Regions from separate parts of the Macaca mulatta genome. Here region 1 is linked to region 2. A link is a contact called in public Hi-C data. All regions are on one chromosome and are shown on one strand. The core of a region is the stretch at or near the end of the contact, and the rest is flanking DNA. Distances in the headings are between cores, read along the strand shown.

Region 1 (6,152 bases), core at 3,062-5,561, 470 kb before region 2:
CAGGAGGAAAAAAGACTTCCTCCCTAACAACAGTTTTATTTGGTCATTTTAGTTATACATTATACAAATCTGTTAACTTGTGTGTTAATCCTAGGAATACTTTAGAAGTTATTTGATTTATATTATTCCAATCTGTTTTCCAGTTCTTCTGGAAAAATCAAACTAGAACAAGCAAGTGAAAGTCTCACAAACATCATCACAGTCACATAAGGCAAGGGTCACAATTCAAATACCCACTGAGGCTGGCATGAACATAAATGTGTAAAGCAGTGGGTGACCCCAGAGGAACAACAGGGAATGGCAGAGACTATGGCACACTAGCATTTGTGTGTGTGTGTGCGTGTGCATGTGTGTGTGTGTAAAGGTAGCTGCCACTGCCCAGGCTCTGTCCAGTACTAAGAATGCAGATCCAGTATTGCCACATCTGATCTTTTTAAAAAATAGAGGTAAGGCGGCCGGGTGTGGTGGCTCGTGCCTATAATCCCAGCACTTTGGGAGGCCAAGGTGGGCGGATCACCTGAGGTCAGGAGTTCAAGACCAGCCTGACCAACATGGAGAAATCCCATTTCTACTAAAAAATACAAAATTAGCTGGGCATGGTGAGACCTGCCTGTAATCCCAGCTACTCAGGAGGCTGAGGCAGAAGAATCCCATGAACCCAGGAGGTGGAGGTTGCAGTGAGCCGAGATCGCACCACTGCACTCCAGCCTGGGCAACAAGAGCGAAACTCTGTCTTTAAAAAAAAAAAAATAGAGATAAGGAGTTTTTACATAAAATTTAATTTTTCAAATACTTTAATTGAAAAAATACATACTGCATTCTATACAAAGTATATGTCAAAACAAAGTATATGTGAGCCAATCCTGTATAATAACACCTGCAAGGCATTGAATTGGTGGTTTAACTACACGTGTTTATTTGGTGTCACTCACAATCTGCTTGTCGCCAGCTGAGGTAGTCCTTTAAGGTCTGGTTGCTGGGATACACCACGACTCTTCCATCAAAGCCTGGGGGATACAGAAGGGGCTGGTCCTCAAAGTAATCCCGCCAATAAAACACATAGCTGGAGGCGAACTGGGAGGCCACATGAGTCATGAACTTACTTGAAAATGTAACGCACATTGGGTGGGGCAAGAAAAAGAAAGATACATGGAATTAATTCAACACCCTGATAAGACCTGTGGGTACCACAGAGAGATAATACAAACTGCCCAGAAAGCCAGGAGATGAAATGCATTTGGCTAAGAAACACCATTTTAATACCTTGGTTCTGTATTTTTTTTTTTTTTCTTTTATTGGGACAGTCTTGCTCTGTTGCCTGGGCTGGAGTGCAATGGTGCCATCTTGGCTCACTGCAAACTCCGCCTCCTGGGTTCAAGTGATTCTACTGCCTCAGACTCCCAAGTAGCTGGGATTACAGGCGCAGGCCTCTATGCCCAGCTAATTTTTGTATTTTTAGTAGGGATGGGGTTTCACCATGTTGGCCAAGCTGGTCTCAAACTTCTGACCTCAAGTCATCTGCCCGCCTCGGCCTCCCAAAGTGCTGGGATTACAGATGTGAGTCATCACACCCGCCAGTTACATATTTTAAATGCAGCCTGCCTCTCCTTCCAGTTCTATTAAGTAATCTACCGATACTAAATTTTTCCCTATAGGATGTGATATGAATTTATGATTCAAGGGGTATCTTTTTATTTTATTTTATTTTATTTTATTTTTTAAAAGATGGAATCTCTCCATCCCCCAGGCTGGGGTGCATTGGCACAATCATAGCACACTGCTGCCTCAAATTCCTTGGCTCAAGGGATCCTTCTGCCTCAACTTCTTGAGTAGCTGGGAATATAAGCACATGCCACTGAGCCTAGCTAATTTTTAAATTTTTTGTAGAGATGAGGTCTCACCATCTTGCCCAGGCTGGTTTCAACCTTCTGGGCTCAAGTAATCCTCTCCCTTGCCCTCTCAAAGCGTTCGGATTACAGGCGTGAGCTACCATGCTTGACCTGTTTGTGTGGACGGAAACCATTGTTGTAAAAAAAAATGCCAATTCAGGCTGGGCATGGTGGCTCACGTCTGTAATCTCAGCACTTCGAGAGGCCAAGGCAGGAGAATTGCTTGAGGCCAGGAGTTTGAGACCAGCCTGGGCAACACAGAGAGACCCCACCTCTATTAAAAAAAGAAAGAAAAAACCAATTCATTGTATGATTTATTTCCCATACAGCATTTCAAAATACTGCCAAATCAAATATCAGATTTGTCTATTTTATAATGAGATCCCCCTTAAGGAATAGTGTAATGCAATGTATGTAGAGACTATCACCGGCTAAAGCCAACCTATGAATTGTGAATATTACATTCTTATGGTCTCTGTTTCTAATCTTAATGTTCAATGCCAGGTCAGTCTAGAAACTAGTCTTATGGGGCATGAGGGGGAAGAATCAGATAAAGAGGCACACAGAATGCTTGGCTATCAGATGGAAGTACAACAATCTAAACAGGAAATATACATGCACTCTGCAGTTACAAATACTGCAGACATCATCTGTAGCCTGTAAGTCTGCGATTAAGATAAACAAAACCAAATGCTGGTAGGAAATATTCTGAAGAAAGGAGGAAGCTCATGGAATTACCTGGCTCTTCTTTTAAACCAATTGGTTTTCCGCTTGAACACAAAGCTGTACTCATCACTCTGTCCATATGCAATCACAATATCCTCTAGTTCTTCCATCACAGTCTGGGCACATTTGGTCATCAGGTGGAGAGCACGGCTGTCATTAGGTTTTGCAAAGTTGTGCTTCTCAGCAAACCTTCGTAGGGGGAAGAGAAAAGGGAAGAAAGCATGGATGGAAGCCTGTCATTAACAACAAGCTCTGTTGCTAGATAACAGAGGCTGTTTGGAGGAAGATAATGTAACAGCACTGTGAACCCAAATGCTCAACTAGCCACAACCTGACCCATTTCCTTAAGAACTTAGTTTTTTTCCTGCCCTGAAATTGAGAAAAACAGACATAAATGCTAAGCCTCAACTCTCCTTTCTGTGAAATGGGAATAAAAGAATATTTACCTCATTGGGTTGTCCTGTAGAGGGAAGATAAAAGCAATCATACCTAGCTCCTAGTAAGTGCTCAATAAATGTTAGTTATAATGATCATTAATAATGCAGCCCTTTTTAAAAATTAAATTCCCATCTTTCTGTTATATTTTTCTCCCCCTCCCTCTTTTTCTGAGACAGGGTCTTGCTCTGTCACCCAAGCTGGAGTTCAATGGTCCGATCACCGCTCACTGCAGCCTTGACCTCCCAGGCTCAAGCGATCCTCCCACCTCAGCCTCCCGAGTAGCTGGGACTATAGGTGTGCACCACTGCGCCTGGCAAATTAAATTTTTTTTCTTTTTCTTTCTTTCTCTCTTGCTTTTCCTTCTCTCTCTCTCTGTTTTTGTAGTGGCAGAGTTTCAGAAACAACAACAACAACAAAAACCTGGTCTCCAACTCCTGGCCTTTAGTGATCCTCCTGCCTTCCGCGCCCAGCCTTCTCTTTTTTTCTGACTCTCTGTTGAAAATAATCCATGTGGCCTGTTACTAATAATGAAGCACAGACATAAGTATTGCCCACAAGCAAGGCTTACACAGACTTCTGAACAGTCAGCATTCAAAGATATCTAACAGAAAGCTAGGCGATTGGCTTAAGAGCTTAAATACTGTGCATGAGAGTGACTTTTAACAACATGTCCTTGCTAACAGGTCTCTGTTCACTTAACACGGGCACTCCAAGCGGGATCCTCATCAGGGGAGCACGTCGCCCATTCAATTACGCTAACAGCCAGCGTTCAAGCACTGTCCTAGCCAACACGCAGGGCGGGGCGATGCTCCATGCTGCGCACTCATTGGCTACCGCGTTACCCCGGTAACCGTGACTGGGGCTGCCGGGACGATTTGGAAGGGTAGAAGCCGGATTTCCCAGAAGCGCTGGCGCACCGCGACGCCCCGGGCCGAGCTCGCTCACCGATGGAAATTTCTGCCGTCCAGCCGCACTACCACCCAGCAGTGGGCCAGGCAGGTGTCGTCAGCCTCGAAGTCCCTCACGTACTCGAACTTGCTTTTTGCCATGGTCGCCCCCAATCTCAGGCACCGTCTCAGAGTGATGGAAGTGGTGGCCAAGTAATCGTGAACCTTAACTTTACAGGCGGCCCACATTCTCCACGCGGAAGGGAAAGAGCCAGATAGCCCCGCCCCGGAAGTGTTCTCTTCGCGGCCGCTCTAGCCGTAGGGCGGTCATAGTCTCTCTCGCCTCTCCCTGTAGTTCTTAACCTCTCGGGGGAAGAGGATGGAGGTTTAGGTTCCTCCTTTAGCACTTCCCACGCCTGCTTCTTCCTCGTCCCTTCCTGCGGCAAATCACTCTCACGAGGTTTTTAAAAATTATTTTTTATCTGCTGGTCTTGACTCACCAGCGAAATCAGTGTCCCCGTTAGTGCCCAGATCAAAATCATACCCCTACCTAAGAAAAAAAAAAAAAGTTCTTTTTCTGACGTTTGAAGGTGTAGCTGTGATACATCCCCTTTTCTTAGTGGCATTTATTAACTCGTTGTAGAAAATCTGGAATACACGAAAAGTACAGTTAAGAAAATTAACACTTTGTTTCTCCATCTTCCCCCTCAAAGCATTGTGGATGATTCCTTTCAGTCTTTTTTCTTTTTGTGTATGTAGGTTTACACACGAAATGCACAAGATTGGAATTATTCACGTATACAATGTTTATATATTTTCCATTCAGCTTGAGCATTTGCCAATATCAATTATTCCAAAGTATGATTTTTAAAAGCAAAATGAACTCAATATTCCAACATATGGGTATACTAAATTTATTCAACTTTTTCATCATTAAATAATCACAGAACCAGTGTTTGATATCTTGTTGCTGGTGGATAATAGTAACAATAACATCCTAATATTTGTGTCATATTTTGTGATTTACAAAGCACTTTCAAATGCATTACCTACTTGCTTTTTTTTTTTTTTTTTCATCCTCAAGAAAGATATTCAGGCCAGGCACGGTGGCTCACGCCTGTAATCCCAGCACTTTGGGAGGCAGAGGCAGGAGGATTGCTTGAGCTCAGGAGATTCATACCAACCTTGGCAACATAGCAAGACCCCTGTTCCTAAAAAAAAGAAAAAAATGATCCAGGCGTGGTAGCCCATGCCTGTAGTCCTAGCTAGGGGACGATGAGGTGGGAAGATACTTGAGGCCCGGACTTCGAGACTGCAGTGACCCATGATTAGCCACAGCACTCCAGCCTGGGCGGCAGAACAAGAATCTGACTCTAAAGAAAAAAATATTCAAACAATATAAATCCTTTTATATGTAGTGAAAAGTCTTTCACTGATTCTTAACAACATACTTTAGGCAGTAACTGTTACCAGTTTTTTGTGTATCCATGCAGGGATCTATATCAGTATGTGTGTATATCCTCTTAATAGTACCACAAATGGTAGTCATCATCTCCTTTGATGCTCACAGTAACATCAGAGGGATGTAAAAGAGGAACTGGGATTTCACCTTTACGAAGGGGAAATCTGAGACTCAAAGAGAAAAAAGTAATTTACATAAGGTCACATATGTGGCAGGACCAAGACAAATTATGACATCCTGCATCTTTTCTTTGTTTGTGTTGCTGTGAAGTCAGTTTTCTGTAGGTGATCATTCCTCGCCTTTTACTTCCACAAACTCCTCTCTCCAAGCTGACCAGGAGACAACCAAATCTTACCTCCTCTAGGAGCCCTACTTTAATTAGGTGAATTTTTCAAAATTACTTATCAATATGAATTCATGATTTTTAATTTTTTTATTTGTATGTTTTCGAGACAGAGTCTCACTCTGTCACCCAGGCTGGACTACAATGGCATGATCTCAGCTCACTGCAGCCTAGACCTTTTGGGTTCAGGTGAACTTCCCATCTCCCTTCCTAGTAGCTGGGACTAGAGGTGCATGCCGCCACACCCGCCTAATTTTTGTATATATATATTTTTTGTAGAAACGGGGTTTCCCCATCCCCACCCTACAGTGGGAGATGAGACTCGCATCAGGGATGGACTGATTATAAAATAAGCCAAGTGGCTTTGGGTTGCTTTGCAGTGAAATGTGTAGTAGAAGCACTACACC
Region 2 (6,263 bases), core at 3,757-6,256:
AATGACCTTCATTTCTCTCACTCCATTAGCACTCACAGTCTAGAGTTCACAGTTTTTAACTGCACTACAAACTGCTCTATATTTCACTAATTCTTTGGATTGCTAAGAATGCCAAGGATAGTCATCTTGTCTGAGTTTGACCCATAGCAACCAGCACAGAGATAGGCACACACCAGGAATTACTTGCTTAATTAATAATTCATGAATGATTTGTTGAATGCATGAGCCAATGACCAAAATTCTTAACTTCTGGTTTAAAAAAATTAACAAGAAAGTTAAAATATCACACTTCTCTGAGGTCCCATATCCAAGTCTGCCTTATCAATATAAGAATCTGAGGAGAGTTCTTTAGAGAATCCTTCTATCATACAGTTTCCACTTCAAACCCTAAGAAGCAGGTCCTCATTTCTCTTTCCCATGTGGAAGTATAGCAGACTTGGAGATAGGGGGCTGACCTCTAGTTCTGAATTCTTATCTTGTCATTCATATATTGCCAAAACAAATCTTAAAACATCATATTTTAAAAGCACAAATCAAAAGTAGTTCTCAGATATTCCTTAAGAGTTATTGCATGCCTTCTCTGAGGGTCAGCCCTGCAAATTCCCTTTGATCTCAGCCAGGCCTTCAGTGAAGTTAGACAATTCTCTCATTCTTCCCCAGTTGATTTCTTATTCCACCCACAGAGGCAACTGTTCCAAACTCTGAAGTCTCCTGAAGTTTCCTAACCAGTCCATCACCTTGATTTCCTGCAGAGGACCTCACCTCCTGCCTTACTTAGAAAACAGAGACTACAGAACGTGGACAGACTAAACACACCTCTGTTTTACCTAGAGATTAAAGCCTGACAACCACTGCTCTACAATGACCAAATAATGACGCAAACAGAATCAAAAGGCCTACTGATGAAGTCATCACTGGGTCTTTCTCAGGCATCTCGCCAGAAAGTCCTATTTACTTTCCTCTCTCACTGCCTGTAGCTGAGCTGCCCAAAGTCTATCAAAATGCCACACAACCAGAATGATCCCTGCAAGAAATTCTGCCTGAACTCAAGCTCTGCCTTCTCAAAATGATTTCTTTCAAGAATTTGCACCCTCTGTTGCCAGGGCCCAAGTATGGCTTAAATGGTCGTTTTTTTTTTTGTTTTTTTTTTTTTTTTGAGGTACATCACACACAGCCCTTAGCATAATGGCCATGGCTAGAAAGCCAATATCTAAGCTCTTTGCATCCTGGGAGGTGTCCCGCACCCACTGACTGAATTCTGAAGTGTCTTTGTACAGACAAGGCTATCCAGGGGCCTTGACAGAATCTGGGAATCACAAAATGCCTTTAAGCTTCCCATTGGCTCAACAGTACAGAGAGGCCACAGATCCGTCTTCTTAAAGTGACACACAATATATAAGGAATAAATTGTTTCTTAAGGAATGGAGGGCATTTACCCCAAAGAGTCACACATTCAGGAGGCTCCTTCTCTATTTCCATGGTCTTTGTTTCTCAGACTGGGATTTACAGACATTACCTCATCCACAGGCTTCCATAATGACAGGCAGGTAACAGTTGGGCAGGCTGCCTTCCATTGCTCAGTTTTGAATGTCAGAGAGGTAGTGGCTGGTTTAAGGGCACACAGCAACTCAGGGATCCTGTGTCCCATACTCACTGTGCTGCTGTGTCTGTCCTGGAAGCAAAGCATGCCCTCAACATTTTTGGGTGGTTGCAAAATGCTAAATTCTCACAGAGGAAGAGGCCCTTCCTTAACTCTCTGTGTTGAAATGTGAGAATGGCCCTGGGCTTCTGCTTGGCGTGTTCCCTCCCACTTCTCTCTGCCGACTCCAGTTCCACCCACCTCTCCTGTGCTACTTAAGAGCACTTCCCACCTGAAGCCTTTCAGTTCATGCCTTACCACTCTTAACTTTCCCTTCCTTTGGCAGGTAAACTTGGGGCTGGGTTTACTGGTCACAGAGACCAACTTCCCTCAAAAAAGCAAAATTCAGGAAAGCTCTAGAGGGAGAGGGGCTGGTAACAGCCAAGAGTTGATTCCATACATGAGCCAAATTCTTAATGATTATGTAACGAATACATTATAACAATAAATATATAAATATGCTAGTACTTACTATGTGCTAAGCATTCTGCTCGGCACTTTCATGCACCCCTCGGGTAGTAAGAGCATCCAAAGATATACTAGTTCCTCCCCCGCCCCCATTCACTGCCTAGAAGGCAGCAGCCTGCCCCCCTCCTCCCACCATCTCACTACTGATGCAGGGGCCATCCCCTGGACCCTAGGCATGGCTTTGCTCCTCAGAATGACACGACCAAAGGCCTTTCATAAAGACTCCAGTGAGGTGACTGATGTCTGGCTTCGTCAATTACAAGTGAATAATTAATACTTGCCAGTAAAGAAATAGACTCATTGTTATGGTGGCCACCTGGAGGCTACAAAAGGCCATTTTGTGACACTCTTGGTGGACCCCTGGGGCCAACAGAGGTCCAAAGAAGCCGCCTTGAGAGTGTAGTCCAATCCTTAAACGTAGGGACTGGGGCCCGTACTGTTTTCCAGGAGCGCTTTTCCGTTAATTAGCTTGTTGCCTATTCATCTCATTCAGTTTTCTGGTCAATGACAGCAGCAGAGGCCCACTGAACATCAGAGAGGGCATGATTTATCAGAGGGGACATGTAGAGTTCTCCCAGGGCCTTTTACCAGTTTTTGAATTCATGTCTACTTCCTTCTCTGGGCCAGCATCTGATTTGAGTAAAATTCTCCAACCCCATTGGGTTGTACATTCGACTCTTGGCCTAATGCCTAAAGCAAGTTTTTCCTTTTTCATTTTTCAGCAGGGACTGAACAAGGCAGCCTTGGGTGCCTACAGAACCGGTCAGAACTGGCCAGGAAATATAATAAAGAAGCTTAGTGAGCAGAGAGCTAATGCCCCCAGCCAGAGGCTCAGTGTGTAGAACTATCTAGAGGCACTGACTTTGTAAGCAAACAACACTCTCTTCTTGAGGTCTAATAATTGCCTTGGCAAAGGGTAGCCAATGCCAACGAGGAACCCTGTGTACACAAGTTTCTCATCCTGAAAGTGGACACTGGGTGCTCAAAAAATGCCTTCCGGTGACAGTAACCCCTGACCAGTTAAACAAACATGCACTCATGCACACACATGCACACACACTCTTACAGCATTCCTGCCCCCAGGGCCAAAGCTGCCCTTGCCAAATACAGAGCTGACAGCTGCTAGATATTGTCATTTCAGGGACCTGTTCCCAAAAGAACTACCCAGCTCCCCACCTCCACTTCCAGCCCACTGTTTGAAATTCCACCATTAGCGATAGCAAATATTTCTACAGTGTTTCCCATTAAAGCTTTGTTTCCCATTAAAATGCCTCCATCCTCTGTTTATTTTCTGGTCAAATGACTTGTAAAGCACCTGCTCCGCATCAAATGCGAACTTCTTTTGTATTCAGCTCTTCAAGATAAACACAATCATTGGCTCCTTTCTTGAAAACAATTTCTGACACTGGAGACTGGGGGAAGAGCAGGGCACTGTATGGAAGTGGAGGTGGTAGGCCACCAGGAGGGCCACAAAGAGAGGGTCTAATGGTGGAGAAAGCAACCGTCAAGGCCTTCACAGACCTGCCCATAGATACGGACCTGATTTTTACCCTCTAAGATCTCAGGGACCCGGGTTGCTGGCACAGCCTGTATCCAAGAGAAAGGTGAGACCCACTGCCCTAACTGGGACACAGACAGGAGGCAGGAAATGGGAACACAGGAACCGACACTCTCCTGATTTGCCCCTCCTGCCAGCAGGACTGCCTCCGTCTCCCTGCCCATGCTGAGGGCACAGGCACCCAGGAACTAGCAGAAAAGGATCCTTGTCCCATTCTTGGCCTAGCTGGAAGGACAGCTGATGGCTCGTCGGGGCTGGTGAATGTTTCCACTGTGCTGGGGAAAGTAGGCAAGCAAAGGTCAAAATCAGATTCCCTGTGCTGGGGGGGCACCGGGGGGCTGTCAGTGTCCTTTCCAGCCGGGTTCTGGGTATAGAGGGCCATACTTCTGTGGACCATCCCCCATCCCCAAGCAGAGAGCACCTCCTCTTCTTTTGCACATAGGTGGGCTGTTCCTTGGGGTGACGGGTAGGGTTGTCTTGAAAAGCAGACGTCACAACAGACAGGTAAGCCTCTTCCTGGTTCCTCAGAGCTCAAGAAAAAACAATCTTTTCCCCCAGGAGTCAGCCCACTCATCCCCTTCCCCCACTTCCATCCTGCCCGCGGCCAGCCTGGAGAGCGATGCTAGTGTAGGCCAGAAAGCTTCCAAGCGGGTCAGACCTGCTTCTCTCTCATCAAAGCCCTCCGCCCCCAAACATCGCCGCTGCGCCCCTCGCCCCACCCATCACACGTTCTGTGTGCCCGAGGCGGCTGCCAGGCGGGCCCAGGCGGCTCTCGCTGGCCCTGGGGGAGGTGACGGTGGTCACAGAGGCAGAGGCAGGGGTCAGCGCTCTGCAGTACCTGGACCCGAGGATGTCGCCGCCGCCGGGCTCGCGGCCACCGCAGGTGTCTCCGGTCCCTGAGATTAGCACCGCCTCCTCCCGGGCTGGCGGCTCCGGCCCAGGCCGCGCACCTGCTGCTGCGGCTACCCCGCCGCTGCGCCGGAACTCCGCGATGTGCTCGCGCCTCCCGGGCAGAGGGTCGGTGCCGCGGGACGCACCGTGCGCCCGAGGGGGAAAGGGGCCGCGTGGGGCCTGAGGCCGGGCCTTGCGCTAGCCCGGGCGCAGCGCCGAGCGCCCCCCGCGGACCGGGAGAGGGGGCGGCCCTTCGCGCATCCTCACGGCCTCAACCCCGTCCCCGGCAGCATCCCGGTCCCCGTGCCCGGCCCAAGGCCTGCGAGCGCCGCTTACCTGGCTCTGCGGCGAGTTCAGGGGAGGGGCCCAAGGCTACCGCAGGGCCCCGCGCCGGGGCGCAGGATGCTCTGCCCCGCTCCGCTGCGCGGCGCTCGGCCCCGCCCCGACCCCGCCGCTCCGCCTGCCGCGGCTCCGCCCCCGCCCAGCGCCCGCCCCTTCTCTGCTGCGGCTGTCACACAAAGGGCAGGAAATGGCTGCGGCGAGGGGCTCTCGGCGCTCCCCGCTGTACCGCCGGCGCGCCCGGGACCTGCCCCTCGGGCTCAGAGGACAGCTCAGCACCCAGGCTTCCTGCCCTGGGGGCGGGAAAGGGAGGGAGGGCTTCTTCCACGGCCTCCATCACTAGGAACCACACCTGCAGCAACCCGAGAACGAGAGCTTCGGCCGCATTCGGATCTCTTTGGCCCCACATGATTTCCGAGTGCTCATTTATCAACCCAATCTTTATTGATTACCTATTCCGTTCCATGTACGGTGCCAGGACCTGGGTGTGCACTGGTGTACAAAAGACAGGGTCCCTGCCCCCGTGGAGTTTTATCACCTTCCAGGAGAGACGGGTGTACATTAACCCATCTAACGTCCAGTTACAGCCCAAAGTGCTGTGAGGAGAAGTAGCAGGGTCAAGTGACTGAAGATGCAACTGGGGCTAGGGGAGGGGGCCTTCCACCAGTTGAACCTGGACGCTGATGGGGCTTCTTCGCTCAAGAATAAGTTCTTCCCCTCCCTTCCAGTTCCCTGGAGAAGAGTCCCTGAAGCTGCCACCTCTTTAACAGGGGCCTGCCTCAACTTCATTCTGGAATTGCTTCACGGACAAATAGGCGACAGGAAGCACTGAAAGGACAGGTACCTTTCTCTTCAAGGCTTATCTGCCGTTACGGGCTCCTTAAAGAAGCGATTATCTGCCCACCGGTGGCTCACACCTGTAATACCAACACTTTAGTAGGCCGAGGAGAGAGGATCGCTTGAGCTCAGGAATTGGAGACCATCCTGGGCAACTCAACGAAACTTCATCTCTACTAAAAATTAAAAAAAAAAAAAAAAAAAAAAAAAAGATGGGTGTGGTGGCATGCACCTTTGGTCCCAGCTACCCAGGAGGCTGAGGTGGGAGGATTGCTTGAGCCTAGGAGATTGAGGCTACTGTGAGCTATGATCCCGCTGCTGCACTCCAGACTGGGTGACAGAGTGAGACTGTCTCACAAAAAAAAAAAAAAGAAAGAAAGAAAAAGAGAGAGAGAAGAGAAAGAACGAGAAAGAGAGAAAGAGGAGAAGAAAAGAAAGAAGAGAAAGAGAGAAAGGAAAGAGAGGAAAGAAAGAGAGAAAGAAACAATTCTCATTGAGATCCAGCCTGGTAGGCCTTCAGACCAGGCTGAA

What was found. Hi-C and Micro-C count contacts between places; a contact is called where the count stands out from the background.
Region 1: a contact with region 2 is called in a Hi-C map of fetal cortex germinal zone, with 4 times the contacts expected there. The contact joins the promoter of THG1L here to the promoter of CYFIP2 in region 2. A contact is called at or near these places in 2 of 14 Hi-C or Micro-C datasets (fetal cortex germinal zone and liver).

The regions. Positions count from the first base shown.
Region 1 is chr6:166,609,202-166,615,353 of T2T-MMU8v2.0, reverse strand. It overlaps THG1L (tRNA-histidine guanylyltransferase 1 like), which reads right to left and starts at 4,311. Exons shown (of 6, transcript NM_001194604.2): 1 at 3,999-4,311; 2 at 2,628-2,804; 3 at 933-1,102. The coding sequence starts at 4,189.
Region 2 is chr6:166,135,732-166,141,994 of T2T-MMU8v2.0, reverse strand. It overlaps CYFIP2 (cytoplasmic FMR1 interacting protein 2), which reads right to left and starts at 5,006. Exons shown (of 31, transcript NM_001194296.3): 1 at 4,893-5,006.